3 separate regions of the Urocitellus parryii genome follow, and all the other regions are linked to region 3. The links are chromatin contacts, called in public Hi-C maps. All regions are on one chromosome and are shown on one strand. Each heading gives the region's core, a stretch centred on a gene start, on an enhancer-like site or on the middle of the called end of the contact. The rest is flanking DNA. Distances are from core to core; before and after follow the strand shown.

What was found. Hi-C and Micro-C count contacts between places; a contact is called where the count stands out from the background.
Region 1: a Hi-C map of liver shows a contact between it and region 3, with 8 times the contacts expected there. The contact joins the promoter of Dnaaf2 here to the promoter of Nemf in region 3. A contact is called at or near these places in 2 of 2 Hi-C or Micro-C datasets (liver and muscle).
Region 2: a Hi-C map of liver shows a contact between it and region 3, with 5 times the contacts expected there. The contact joins the promoter of Vcpkmt here to the promoter of Nemf in region 3. A contact is called at or near these places in 2 of 2 Hi-C or Micro-C datasets (liver and muscle).

What each region holds. Positions count from the first base shown.
Region 1 is chr6:59,967,442-59,972,088 of mUroPar1.hap1, reverse strand. It overlaps Dnaaf2 (dynein axonemal assembly factor 2), which reads left to right and starts at 3,091. Exons shown (of 3, transcript XM_026391088.2): 1 at 3,091-4,647. The coding sequence starts at 3,860. Pole2 (DNA polymerase epsilon 2, accessory subunit) reads left to right here. Exons shown (of 18, transcript XM_026391048.2): 18 at 173-230. The coding sequence ends at 191.
Region 2 is chr6:60,356,612-60,361,059 of mUroPar1.hap1, reverse strand. Vcpkmt (valosin containing protein lysine methyltransferase) reads left to right here and starts at 1,840. Exons shown (of 6, transcript XM_077799852.1): 1 at 1,840-2,126; 2 at 2,222-2,332; 3 at 2,499-2,571; 4 at 3,824-3,943. The coding sequence starts at 1,861. Sos2 (SOS Ras/Rho guanine nucleotide exchange factor 2) reads left to right here. Exons shown (of 23, transcript XM_026391068.2): 23 at 1-1,335.
Region 3 is chr6:60,136,438-60,140,940 of mUroPar1.hap1, reverse strand. It overlaps Nemf (nuclear export mediator factor), which reads left to right and starts at 2,157. Exons shown (of 33, transcript XM_077800246.1): 1 at 2,157-2,265; 2 at 3,045-3,113; 3 at 3,249-3,351. The coding sequence starts at 2,207.

The DNA of each region.
Region 1 (4,647 bases), core at 1,842-4,341, 170 kb after region 3:
TTCTGAGGAACAGAGATAGGGTTTAAAACAGAAATTTTTTTAGTGTTGCCTTCTGAATTTGGAACAATGTTGATCTATTTTGAAAACTAATTAGCTATAACTAAAAATTAAGAAATGTACAAGAACAGATTTCTAAAATGTTTAATTTCATTTTTTTTTTTTCTATTTTCAGCAAACTTCAAGGCTTCTGAGAGTCTTAAAGACCATATGAAAAAAAAAGCATCAGTTTTCTGCTTGGTTTTATGTATTAAGTGATTTTGATATTATTATTAAATTATGGTAAACTTTAAAAATATTCTTGAATTTGTATTTTATGAAATTTTGATATTGTTATACCAAATACAGTGGTACATTTGAAAATTTTTATAGGAAAAACACTTCCAGCATTCTTTAAAAAAAAATATGCTGATTTAAGAGGCCCTGGGTTTGATCCCCTGCACTGCAAAACAACAAAATGTAGATATGTATAAAGATATATTCTAGCTGGTTGAGCTGGTGCATACCTGTAATCCCAGCAACTTGAGAGCTTGAGGCAAGTTCAAAGCCAGGAACTCAAATTTAAAGCCAGCCCCAGCAACTTAGGGAGGCCCTAAGCAATTAGCCAGAAGACCCTGTCTCAAAAAAAAGGGCAGGTGAGGATGTGGTTCCATGGTAAAGCACCCCTGGGTTCAATCCCTGGTACAAAAAAAAGGCCCTTCTAATTAAGCATGCATTTAAAAACTAAAACTAAAACTAACGTTAGCTTATCAGTGGAATAAAGGCACTTTTAATTTACCAAAACAAAAAACATCTGAAGTTAATTTTGGTATTAGTCACTATTTTTTTTTCCCCACTCTTTTGTTATTACCTTGATACCAGTGAGCATACCCAAGAATTACTTAGTGTAAATCAAATTAAATTAAATCACCTTTGAAACATCAAAATTCTGGACAAGTCTGACCTTAGTAAAGGTATTTTAAAACATAAATACAACATACTATTTAAATGCATCAAGTTACAAACTGGTTGTTGGATATAACAGCCTTGAGTTTCTGGCTCCTTCAAAGTTTTATGTGAAATTATGTGTGGGGACAGGCTTGTGTGTATGTGTTGGGTCCATAATTCTCATCGGAGTCTCATTTCGCTGGCTCTCTTCCTTGTCAAATTTCTTAATGTGTTTTTTTTTTTTTCTGTGCATTTTTTTTTCCCTGCAGAGATATTTTGGGAATCACTGTCTATATAATAAACTTGCTTTTTTCTTCACTGTGCTGTATTTATTCATTAAATGAGTACCTAACATGTTCTAGGTCCTAGAGAATCCAGTGGAATACCGGAAAGGCAAAGTCCTAGATTTCATCTTGCTTACCTTCAAATAAATAGAGCCAGACCCTAGAAGAAAACACCAACTACAAAACCATGGTGAAGATTAAAAAAATGTGGGCAACTGTAACTGAATGGCAGTACAGGATGAGGTTAAAGAAGAATCAAGGATTACTTAGGTTTTGGTGTTAAATAGCTAGGATAATATTAGTTGCTGAGACTGGGAGAATAACAGGTTTGAGAGGAGAAAATCAAGTTTTGTTCTGCTCATGTTAATTTGAGATGCCTACTGAACATCCAGGTAGAAAAATCTCTTAGGGATCAGTGGTCAGATAGGACTGAAGATGTGTCGGTGTCACTGAAGTTCCATGAGGGCAAATATTTTTGTTTTTATAAACAATTTGTTAAACTTTTAAATTAATATATGAGATACACAAAGTCCCCTATTATCATTGGACACCTCAATGAGTTTTAACAAACTGCACAGCCAATTTAACAATATAACAAGATTGATACAGTCCTACCCCAGAAATTCCCCCTTTTTCCTTCTTGTGACAACACTCCATCCCCCTCAAAAGGGAACTCACTAGATCTTTTTAAATTTTTTTCTGTTAATGTTATTGATTGACATAGTTATGTAGCCTGACTTCTAACAATGAGATTTGTTTAGCCAAATTTTGTCTAATAGATAATGGAGTCAAGCCATCTGTATTATTTTACATTGTTTCAATATATTATGTTAGTGATACTCATCCAAGATTATTAGTTGCATGACATCCTTGCAGCACAATGATTTTTTTGTGCCAGTGCCTAGAACAGTGACTTACTTTCCTATGTAGTAGGTGCAATAACTGCATAAATAACCTGTTCAAAGAACTAATCTGAACATAGATGCCATTTAAAAGCATGAGCCTCAATAAGATCATCTTGGAAGATATGTGACTAGATAAGAGGACTGATAAACAAGCACATTTAGAGAACTGGCAGAAGAGGGACAAGTGAAGGAAAATAGAGAGCTTGGAGTTCTATACACCAAGAGAAAAATGTGTTCCAAACGGGAATAGTAAGCTGCTTTGAATGCTGCTGAGAGATCAAGGCCTAGGTTTGGGAAAGAAAAGGAGTTAGGAATTCTATTTTTGGTCATTTCAAACCTGAGAGACCTAAGGATTACTTGTTCAAATGGAGAACTCAAATTTGAGCAGCTGGATAAAAGGAGTCTATAGAGTTAGAACCAGAAATATAAGTTTGGTATTTGTAAGCATACATATATTTGTGGAGCAAGTATAGGTGGAGAAAAAATAGGGTCCCAGCCTGGGGCATCTCTACTTAGAAACTGAACAGAATAAACTTGCAAAACAGACTATGAAAGCATATAAGGTAGGAGAAAAATCTAGAAAGGGTCTTATCACTGGGGTAATGCCAACATCTGTTGTGTTAAATGTTGCCGAGAATAGAAAAATGATAGGCCAGCTACCAATGAATAAATAACTACCCGTCAATAAATACACTTTGAGGCTGGAAGTGTATGTAGCTCAGTGGTAGATCCTATGCTATAGGGATGAGACCCTTGGTTCAATCTCCAGCACCTAAGAGGGAGGAGGGATTTCTACAAGATACTTTACAATGGCCACATAAACTCCCTTATATGTCTCTGCCAAAATCTGTTTCATCAGTTATTTGTTGAACTATTAGATTCTTCCCAAACTTTTAGAATCATACTATTTTAATAAGTATTGGGTCAATTATTCCATGGGTATATGGGCTTAAAAAAAAAAAAAAGCACACTTAAAATTCTACTCCCACCCTGAGGAGAACAATAATCATGAAAGCTTTGCCATTTTGATAGGTGACACATGGCATCTTAAATTTTGCATTATTTTAAAAATTTTCTTTAGTTGTAGCCGGTTGCGATGACACCCACGCCTGTAATCCAAGCGGCTTGGAAGGCTGAGGCAGGAGGATCAAGAGTTCAAAGCCAGCCCTAGCAATTTAGCAAGACGCTGTCTCAAAGAACAAATAACAAAGGGCTAGGGCTGGGGATGTGACTCAGTGATCAAGTGCCCCTGAGTTCAATTCCTGTTACCAAAAATGGGCATAATATCTTTATTTTATTTACTTTTAAATAAAAGTGGGTGAGAACCTAGGCCAGTGCTCTACCACTGAACTACAGCTTTACATTTTACATTCATTGGCATATTTGTTTATGAATACCCTGCCCTTATCTTTTGCTCTAAATGAGCTTTTACTGGGTAAACTGTATGGCAGATTATCCAGAAGATAAAAAGGAGGAAAACTAAGATTGAAATGTTTTAGTAAAGTGAAAAAACACATGTAAGTCAGGTTAAAAATCACAGCTTGTGAACACACTGGCTGTGCAACCTTGATCAGGTAACTTCTCATGTCTCTCGTTTGTGAAAATTTTAACTTAAAAGTCAACAATGAATGAGATCTTGTACACAATACTGGCAATTATGACAATTTTACCATAGACAGCAGAAGTAAATGCATCTTGGCATAAGCATCTAAAAAACGGCAAGTAGTTGCTTGTTTTGAAGAAATAATGAGGCCGTTTCTGGCACCTCCAGCTGATTGCTGCTGCTCCTTCCGGGTGTCAGTGGGGGTTACCGTGGCAACCAGCACGCGCTGCTCAAGGCTCAATCCTGCGGCCGTTACCGACCTCAGCCCTTTCGCTCTCCGCGTACCAGAGACTCTGCGGGGCACCCTGCCCAACCAGTCTTGGACTGATCACCCCTGGGGTGAGGGCGAGGAGCTGCGGGGCAGCATGGCCAAAGCGGCAGCCTCCTCGGCGCTGGAGGATTTGGACCTGAGCGGAGAGGAGGTCCAGCGGCTCACCTCCGCCTTCCAGGATCCGGAGTTCCGGCGAATGTTCTCCGAGTACGCCGAGGAGCTCAATGACCCAGAAAACCGGAGGCGCTACGAGGAAGAGATCACCGCACTGGAGCGTGAGCGCGGAGTGGAGGTGCGGTTCGTGCACCCGGAGCCAGGCCACGTGCTGCGTACCAGCCTGGACGGGGCTCTGCGCTGCTTCGTGAATGTATGCAGCAACGACCTGGTGGGCGCGCCCAGCAGCCGGCCAGGCCCGGGGGACGGCGGTGGCGCGGCGATGGGTAGCCACTGGTCCCTGCCGTACAGCTTGGCGCCTGGCAGAGAGTACGCGGGGCGCAGCGGCACCCGCTACAAGGTTTACGATGTGGTGTTCCACCCAGAAACGCTGGCGCTGGCCCGGCGCAACAAGCGCTTCTGTCAGATGCTGGACGCCACGGCCCTGGAGGCAGTCGAGAAGCAGTTCGGCGTCAAGCTGGACCGCAGGAACGCCAAGACCCTGAA
Region 2 (4,448 bases), core at 591-3,090, 220 kb before region 3:
TTAGCCATATGTAGTCATTGACACTGGAATAGTATTTGTAAAGTTTTTTTTTTTAATTTATTCAAAAAGGCATAGTATTTTAGTTTTTTGGTTTTTATTTTTTGTTTTTACAAATAATGCTCTTACAGAAATGCTACTGATCAAATAAGCTTTTAAGAATTGGAAAGATAAAATACAAAAGTCCTTTACCAATATCCTCAGGTGATCAGTTGCATTGCCTTGTCTTGGATCCTCAGTGCTGCCAAAAGGCCAGTATAATGAATTTATATTTGCACTGTAGACTCTGCTAAAATATGGTTTAAAGTGACTTTGATTGCACTGAAAGGGGATAGTGCTTTTGTGGAATTTTTCAAATTTGAGTAATAGAGGCCTTTTTTAAGGTAATGAATTTACACAAATATAGAGGTGTATGGTGTTACTGATTTTTAAATCTCTTTGACCATCTTCTGGAAGGTTTTTACTTGTAGTTTTTACATCTAGGAGAATTGTGAATAACACCCACTGTTCTTAAATTCTTTAATGCCATGTCTTAAATGCCAGTATTTGCTGCTGAAGACAAAAATGAAATGTGGAATGAAAATAATAGAATGCACTGTGTATATTATTTTGTCAAAATGTAAACAAAGAATACATAACCCAATTATAGAGGAAAAAAAGGGCATGTATTTCATTCAGATGTGCCTTTTGTTTTTGCAGAGTATGGCGTCTTTAGCTAATAAGTTGCCTATTGTTTTGGAAAACAAAGTTAATATGCCATGTATGTACAGTTTTGTTTATATTGTATATTTAAAGATAATGTTAATAACCTATATAAATTTAAATGACTTGAGGTCTATAATACAATCTGCTACTTTACTAATTCATAGGTTCAGAGGAAAAGTTCTTATGGCATAGGAACCAACTGCCTTGCCTTCAAAACCTAGTGACTTTCTCTATAAATCTTGTGTTAACTGAAATTTTTTAAAAATATTTTTTTAGATTGGTAATATTTAAACCAGCAAATACTTAATGCTTTATTAAACTTTTTAATCAGAAGTGGGTAAAACTTTTATTTGCCATTTGGATACCTTCTCTCAAAGTGATGAAAATTATGTTATGTGATAGGCTGTAGCAGTGGTTGTAAAGTAGCCAAAAGCCACGTTCTTTATTTACTGGTCTGTGGCCTTTTACTGTGCTTTGTATCAGAGTTCTTAACAAGATTAATAAATCACCTCAGTCTTAATTTTTAAAAGACTTTTTAAAAAATGTGTTTTCATTGTAAAGAACAAGGGGATATTAGAGTACTGTAGATATATGTATGCACACATTGAGTTATTTCATGCAACTTAAAACTACATAATCCCAAATAATTTATATGATGTAAATTTTAGAGGGATTAAAAAAATTTTTAACTGGTAAATGCAAGCTGCAAGTTTCCAGCAATCCTTTTTATGCATTCATACGGAAAAACTAGGAGCACACTTGGAAACTTCCTGAGAAAGATAATAGACACCTTTGGTAGGCTCTGGGAAGCTGCCTGGATTTAAGGTAACTACAGTATGAGTCAATCTCTAACCACGTAAAAATGCTCCAGTGTTTGCTTTGTTTTTTCACAGAGCGGATTATATTAGTTTTATCTCGGAAAGTGACTTAAACTAGCTGTTCCTTAAGCCAGGCGCGTTTTACAGGAGAAGGAAGGGAAAAGGGCGGTTAGTGCTGGGTTACGCCCAAGGTGCTGCAGCCTTCTGGGCTTTGTTGACTTGCGCACGCGCGAGGTGCCAAGTCCGCCACTAGGAGGCGCGGGCCCCTCTCAAGGCTTGGCCTGTGAGCGGCGCACAAATGAGTCGTCACTAAGCAAGCTGCACCCTTTAGCTGGCAGAGATGGCGGCTGCTGTGGATTCGGTGGTGGAGGATCCGCTGCGGAGCTTTGTGAGAGTTCTGGAGAAGCGGGATGGGACAGCCCTACGACTGCAGCAGTATGACTCCGGTGGTGTGGGTTGCGTTGTTTGGGACGCTGCCATTGTGCTCTCTAAATACTTGGAAACGCCGGGGTTTTCCGGAGACGGGGCCCATGTGTTGAGCCGGCGGTCGGTGCTGGAGTTGGGCTCAGGCACGGGGGCGGTGGGACTCATGGCTGCTACCCTCGGGTAAGAATTGAAGGGAGGGGACACCGCTTTGCTTTGAAACTCATATTGCCAGTTACCCACCATGTGCCTACCCCTCAATCAATGTTATTTTATAGGGCAGATGTTGTGGTCACCGATCTTGAGGAATTGCAAGACTTGCTGAAGATGAATATTAATATGAACAAACATCTTGTCACTGGTTCTGTTCAAGCCAAGGTACTGAAATGGTTTGTATGGCCTTTCAGCTTGTTTTAAAATAACAATTCATAGTTTGTTTTAAATTGCATCTCATTAAAGCCATGATAATACGAAATGAACTTATTGGCTCTTGCTTATAAAGCAAGAGTATTTTAAATTATTAACAGTTTAAAATACTTGTTTGACATTTTGAAGGGGGGAAGAAATAGAAGACTTTCCTTCTCCACCAGACTACATACTGATGGCTGACTGCATATACTACGAGGAGGTAAATGTTCAGTGAGTGAAATCTCTCTAATCTATTAACTGTTTTTTGTATTCTGAAACTACATTTCTTCACATTTTAACATCTCTGAATTCAGGATATTTGTCTATGGTTGATAGATGGTTGTAGCAAAAATAAAACAAAAGTCACAAGAGACTATGTATATACATTCATATATACCTACAAATCATGTTTAGAAGAGTGTTATATGCATTTTATTAGAGGCTTCTTCAAAAGTTTTAAAGGATTTTACCACTTGGATCTGTTATGAAAAGCTATGATAACCTTTTTTTTTAAAAAAAAAAAAAAAAGGGCTGGGGATGTGGCTCAAGCGGTAGTGCGTTTGCCTGGCATGCGTGCGGCCCGGGTTCGATCCTCAGCACCACATACCAACAAAGATGTTGTGTCCGCCAGAAACTAAAAAATAAATATTAAAAATTAAAAAAAAAAAAAAAAAACCTTTCTTGGGCGTGGCAGACATTAGGGGGCTGGAGATCAAATCCAGGGCCTTACACATGTGAGTGCTCTACTACTGAGCTACATCCCCAGCCCTAAAATCACCCCTTAGCCTCCCACCCCTGCCCTTAGTTGTTCCCAATGAAATGTTTAACCAGGAGAATTAAGTTGCATTTTTTAAAAAATTCATGGTTTTGTGGCAAGATTTACTAGACCAAATATTTTTCTTTTCTTTTTTTGGAACTAGGGATTGAACTAAGGGGCACATGACCAACTAAGCCATATTCCCAGCCCTATTTTGTATTTTATTTAGAGACAGGGTCTCATTGAGTTGCTTAGCTCCTTGCTATTGCTGAGGCTGGCTTTGAACCCAGGATCCTTTTGTCTCAATCTCCCAAACTGCTGGGATTACAGGCATATGCCACTGCAATATTTTTCTTTAAATATTGGTGTATGATAGCATTGTGGGTATCATTTATATTTAAAATAATGAGCATTGAGCCAACCCATGTTCAAGTTAAGTTGATGGACTTTATTTTATTCATTTATTTTGATGCGGTGCTGAGAATCGAACCCAGTGCCTCATACATGCTAAGCAAGTGCTCTACCACTGAGCCACCACCCAGGCCAATAATTAATTATTAAGAGGAGTTTACCAATCATTGTTAGAAAACGTTAACTACATGTACTTTGTTGTATTGATTAAAAAATGAATAATAGGGGAATTAATCCTTTTACTTCCCTAACCTCCTCTTAATAGAAAATTTTTGAAGTCATGAAATACGTTTTTCTATTATAGTCTTTGGAACCATTGCTGAAAACACTGAAAGATCTCAGTGGATCTGAAACTTGTATCATATGTTGCTATGAACAACGTACAATGGGGAAAAATCCAGAAATTGAGAAAAAATATTTTGAGGTAAGGACTATAAAAGATCTATCTTTGTAGTGAGTACCCTTCAGGGAGGCTATATGTGACTAATCTAGTATTTTATGGCAATTTTGGAGGTTTGGACAATCTGTTTGTATGAATCCAGCCAGTAGGGAACTCTTTAAAATCCACTATTCCACAAAGCCTACCCCCATTTTCTATTCTCATCCTTTATTTTTTGTCTAATTAGTTGATACTGTATCTACAGAACCGTGTAAAATAATAATGGTGACACTGTCTTTTCTGAGAAAGTTCTTAATATTTCTTAATTGTTGGCTTTGGGGAACATATCAGTGATACATATATTGCTTTTAGAGAATTCATGATAGAGGGGCTGGGGTTGTGGCTCAGTGGTAGAGTGCTCGCCTAGCATGCATGAGGCACTGGGTTCCATCCTCAGCACCATATTAAAATAAAGATATTGTGTGCACCTAAAACTTAAGAATAAATATTTTTAAAAAGAGAATTCATGATAGAAATGAGGAGGTGATAA
Region 3 (4,503 bases), core at 908-3,407:
AAGGAATCAGAAACTCTGGGTATGATACCAGGAATTTTTGAATGAACACTTAAGTGTGAGAATCACAGCTCTAGGTGCCTATAACTGGTCTATTAATAATTTCCTACAAACTTTTTGTTGGGTCAAGTAACTATTCACTTTGACAATTTGAAGATGACATGCCTATCTCCTGTTAGCTTTTCATTTACCCACAAATCCTCAATCATCCTTGGTTCATAATTTTCTGAGAAATGAATAAAAAATAGAAACGATGCAATTCAGTACTAAATAATGAAGTTTTCTTGTGATCTTTACATTTATCTTGATCTACTCTTATAGACAGTCTTGCACATACCTTTTAATGCCAATTTTTCTTGACGGACATGGAAGCAATAAGCAATGTCCTGTGTAAATTGTCAATTGTCAATTTTCCCATGTAAAACTTAAACAGATATCTTACATCTGTCTTACTGTCTTGGGTCCTAAGGTGAGAGTTTTGTAATAAGGTGCTTCATTTTGGGAGGGTGGGCAGTGGAGTACTGAGCTACATCCCAATCCCAGTTTTTATTTTTAAAGAAGCACATGAGTGTTTTCTCTTTTAACATGGAGTCTTTCATGGGCGCTTTTTTTTCCAAAGAAAAAAGTTTTTTGTTTGGGAAGGACTTCAGGCCAACAAACTTGGTAAACTTAGTATCTTTTATGTACAATTAGTCCTCTCAATTTGGCACTTTGAACTGGGATCATCTCAGCTTCATCTTTCTTAAACCTTCCAAAGGTTTATTACAAATTGTGAGAATTCTGTTTGGCTTACTGTACCATATGACAAAGTTATATTGTGCCATATGACAAAGTTATGTTGTGCCATATGTACTGTAGCCCCTTTCGCAACTATAATTCTTGGGTTATTCTGAATCTATACCACACCCTTTCATCTTAAGTGTCACTTTCTAAGGGTAGGGAGTCTAGTTGCGGAGATGTGTGGCCCTCAGACTCAGCCCAGGCGCTTTCTGCTCTATGCCTGGAGGCTAGGGCAGAGGTATCTTTTTACCCCAGGAGTTGTGCGCTATGCATGGTGACCGCCCAGGAGCTGGGGGCCCTCAGGTTGCCTAAGGAGGTGAACCATCGCAAGTCAGAAACACCTGTAACCCAGCGACTCTGGAGCAGGAGGATTGCAAGTTCAAAGCCAGCCTCAGCAACTTAGCAAGGCCCTGAACAATTTAGGGAAACCCTGTCTGGGGGGAATCAAATGGGCTGGGGATGCGGTTCAGTGGTTAAGTTCAATCACCAGGAACAAAATAAACAAATAAAAACTCCTGTGCTGATCAACAGTGGGATTGCAGTGGTCAATAGCAACTGCGGCTCAACTTAGGCAACATAGTGAGACCCAGGGTCTTTTGAGTTCTCAATTAAAGTGGTCTTTCTTCCCATGAATTTACCCTAAGACAACCAAAACTTGCCTATTTATATTTTTTTTTTTGCATGACTATTAATTTCACACATTGTTTCATCCTCCATCCCCCACAAAGTGAGAAATCTTATTTTTAGGTTTATCTTACTTCATCATTATCTAGTGAAACACTTGACTATTCAGGGTAACGAGAATTCATGAAGCCCCAGTTGTATACCAGATTCTACACCGAGTCTCGGGGATACCGAGACCAGGGTTGGATGAGGCAAAATGCTCTGTCGCAGAGCAGTACCCATGAAAATAGTAACTTCTCTTTCAGGCTTCTCCTCGATCATGGAAGACAATTTTAGGATGAATGAAACAGTTCGGCTTCCTTACATTTACAAATTCGACACGTTTAAGTAATCCAGGGTCATTGCTCTTCTATACTGAGCCCTATCGTCTACCGGGGGGAATTCTCCCGATATTCCCCTTAAAAATTGTTATGACCAGCAGGAGTCACTATGGAGGCTGGATTGAGTTCCCAAACCAGGGGACAGGGTAACCAGAGTGGCCCGTAAATGTTCGAGGAAGGGATGCAGATTTATGAGAACAGTTTGTATCTATTTATTTCGAATTGTCTTGGTGTAACAAAAAGCGAGTCGATTGTAATTTAATAGTTAATTCTTCAGACAAATACGCAAACGGGTTCCCTTCAATGAATATTGGATCCTCAGGGCGACCGTAGGTCTCCTTCAAGTGCGCCTGCGCGGAAGAGTAGCGGCGTCGAGTCAGGCTGGCAGCGGAGAAAACTGCGGTAGCGACACTCAACGCCTCGCCATGAAGACGCGCTTTAGCACGATTGACCTCCGTGCCGTATTGGCGGAGCTGAATGCTAGGTACGGTCCTGTAGGTGGCTAGGCTCCTGCTAGAACTGCAGGAAGCAGATCAGGGGCCCCACGTTGAAAACAAGACCAGCCTGATGTGTCCCCTTATTGCCTTCCAGTCTGTTCTGTGGACCTGGTTAGGCCCGGGTGGGCTTGCGCGTGGCGTCTTTGCTGCTGCCCTCAGGACACCCGGGAGGCCCCAGGGACCGCGGACCCCTTCTCCAGCCCTCTGCGCCCTGTTTTTGTCCCGCAATTGCGGCGCTCTCGCCTTGTCGACCCTGGTCTGGCAGCAAATGTTTGGAATAACCGGAGACGCCAGTTGGTCCTCTGTTTTTGGTTTCCAGACCGGAGGCCTGGTTTCCTCAACAGCCCTCACGCCAGAGAAAGCTAACCTTGCTGTTTCAACTGGCATTGGCAGATATGGACTGAGACCTGGATTCTGGTCTTGTTTCGTATTATTCATCTGAGTGACCTTTGTCATACTTCCGGGGGCCTCGTTTGTCTTTTTTCTCTTTTTGTCATAAATTGGTTACATTTTACTATACCCCCCGCCCCAAAGGAGTGAGTTATTTCAAAGACGCGAGGCATTTTATGATGTTCCCAGGGCTGACAGACCACTTCTGTGCTTAAGTGGTTACGCTTTAAGTTTCGGACAGAATGCCTTAATGGTCTCTGGACTCCCACTTTGATAAAGCTGAAGAGTTCCTGTTTTGCAGCTTTAATTAAACTGTGCGTAGTTTTATGTTTCAAACAATAGTGTGTTTTGTTACATGTTTCTTTTGTCTTTTCAGCTTGCTAGGAATGAGAGTAAACAATGTTTATGATGTGGATAATAAGACATATCTTATTCGTCTTCAAAAGTAAGAAAATTTTATAGGTTTGTTTTCTCTTTGGTAATTATGAGATTTTTGATTTTCTTATCCACATTTTAAATCTGTTTTATAGAGTAAACTTTGGCAAATTCCCTTAAAAATTTGACCTTTTTTCTTCTATAGACCAGACTTTAAAGCAACACTTTTACTTGAATCTGGCATACGGATTCACACAACAGAATTTGAATGGCCAAAGAATATGATGCCATCTAGTTTTGCCATGAAGGTAAATTTTAAGTTATGTTGGGAGCTAAATTTTAAGGACTTGATAACTAACAATTGAGTTTTTAAACTGTTTGGGTTTTCTATGCTGTTATGAATAAAACACAGATAAAGGTAGAGGGAATAGTTAATAGGTAATGGGATGAATAAAGTAGGTGTTTATTGATTTCTCCCTGTTATCTTACAAGTCTTTTTTCTGTTTCCACAATCAAGTTCCAGTTCAGTCTTTATCCCAACCAACTGTATAGCCCCTTAACTGTACTCCTCCTCTCTCCTTCAAAACAATTCTCTTAGACAACATTAATTTTCTTATTTTAGGAGGGTACTAAGATTGAAGTCAGGGGTACTCAACTACTGAGCCACATCCCCAGCCCTGTTTTGTATTTTATTTAGAGACAGGATCTCATTCAGTTGCTTAGTGCCTTGCCTTGCTGAGGCTGGCTTTGAACTTGCCATTCTCCCGTTTCAGCCTCCTAAACTGCTGGGATTACAGGTGTGTACCGCTGTAGCATGCTAGACATTTTCATTAGTTATTTCACCTGATATGATGCTCTAATTTCTGAATTCATACCCAGTATCCTGACATTGTTGGCTTTCTATGATCAGCCCCTCCCCATTTTTTCCCCCTAGTCTTATCACCTAGAGCTCACCTTTGTGGACTGTATCCCTCTTCCCGATCTGTATTTTGGTAGAATACTTAATGATATTAATATGTTATCAAGGTGCTGGGGTTGTGGCTTAGTGGTAGAGCACTGGCCTAGCACTCGCTTAGCATGTGTGAGGCACTGGGTTTGATCCCTAGCACCACATAAAAATAAATAAACAAAGGTGTCATGTCCATCTACAACTAAAAATTAAAAAAAAAAAAAGTTACCAAGTCATTAAATCTTGTTATTTTTTCATTTCTCTCTTTGTTTTTGGTTTTAGTATTAAAATTGAGATTTTTACGTTTGTGGGCATGTGACCCTTTTTGTGTATGTGGGGGGAAGATGGGGAGCATTATGGATTGAACCGTTGCACATGCTATGCAAGCACTAAGCTACACCCTTACTCTTTATTTTATTTTGGAACAGGGTCTTGCCAAATTGCCCAGACTGACCTGAAACTTGTGATTCTCCTGCCTAAGCTTACCAAGTAGCTAGGATTGATTACAGGC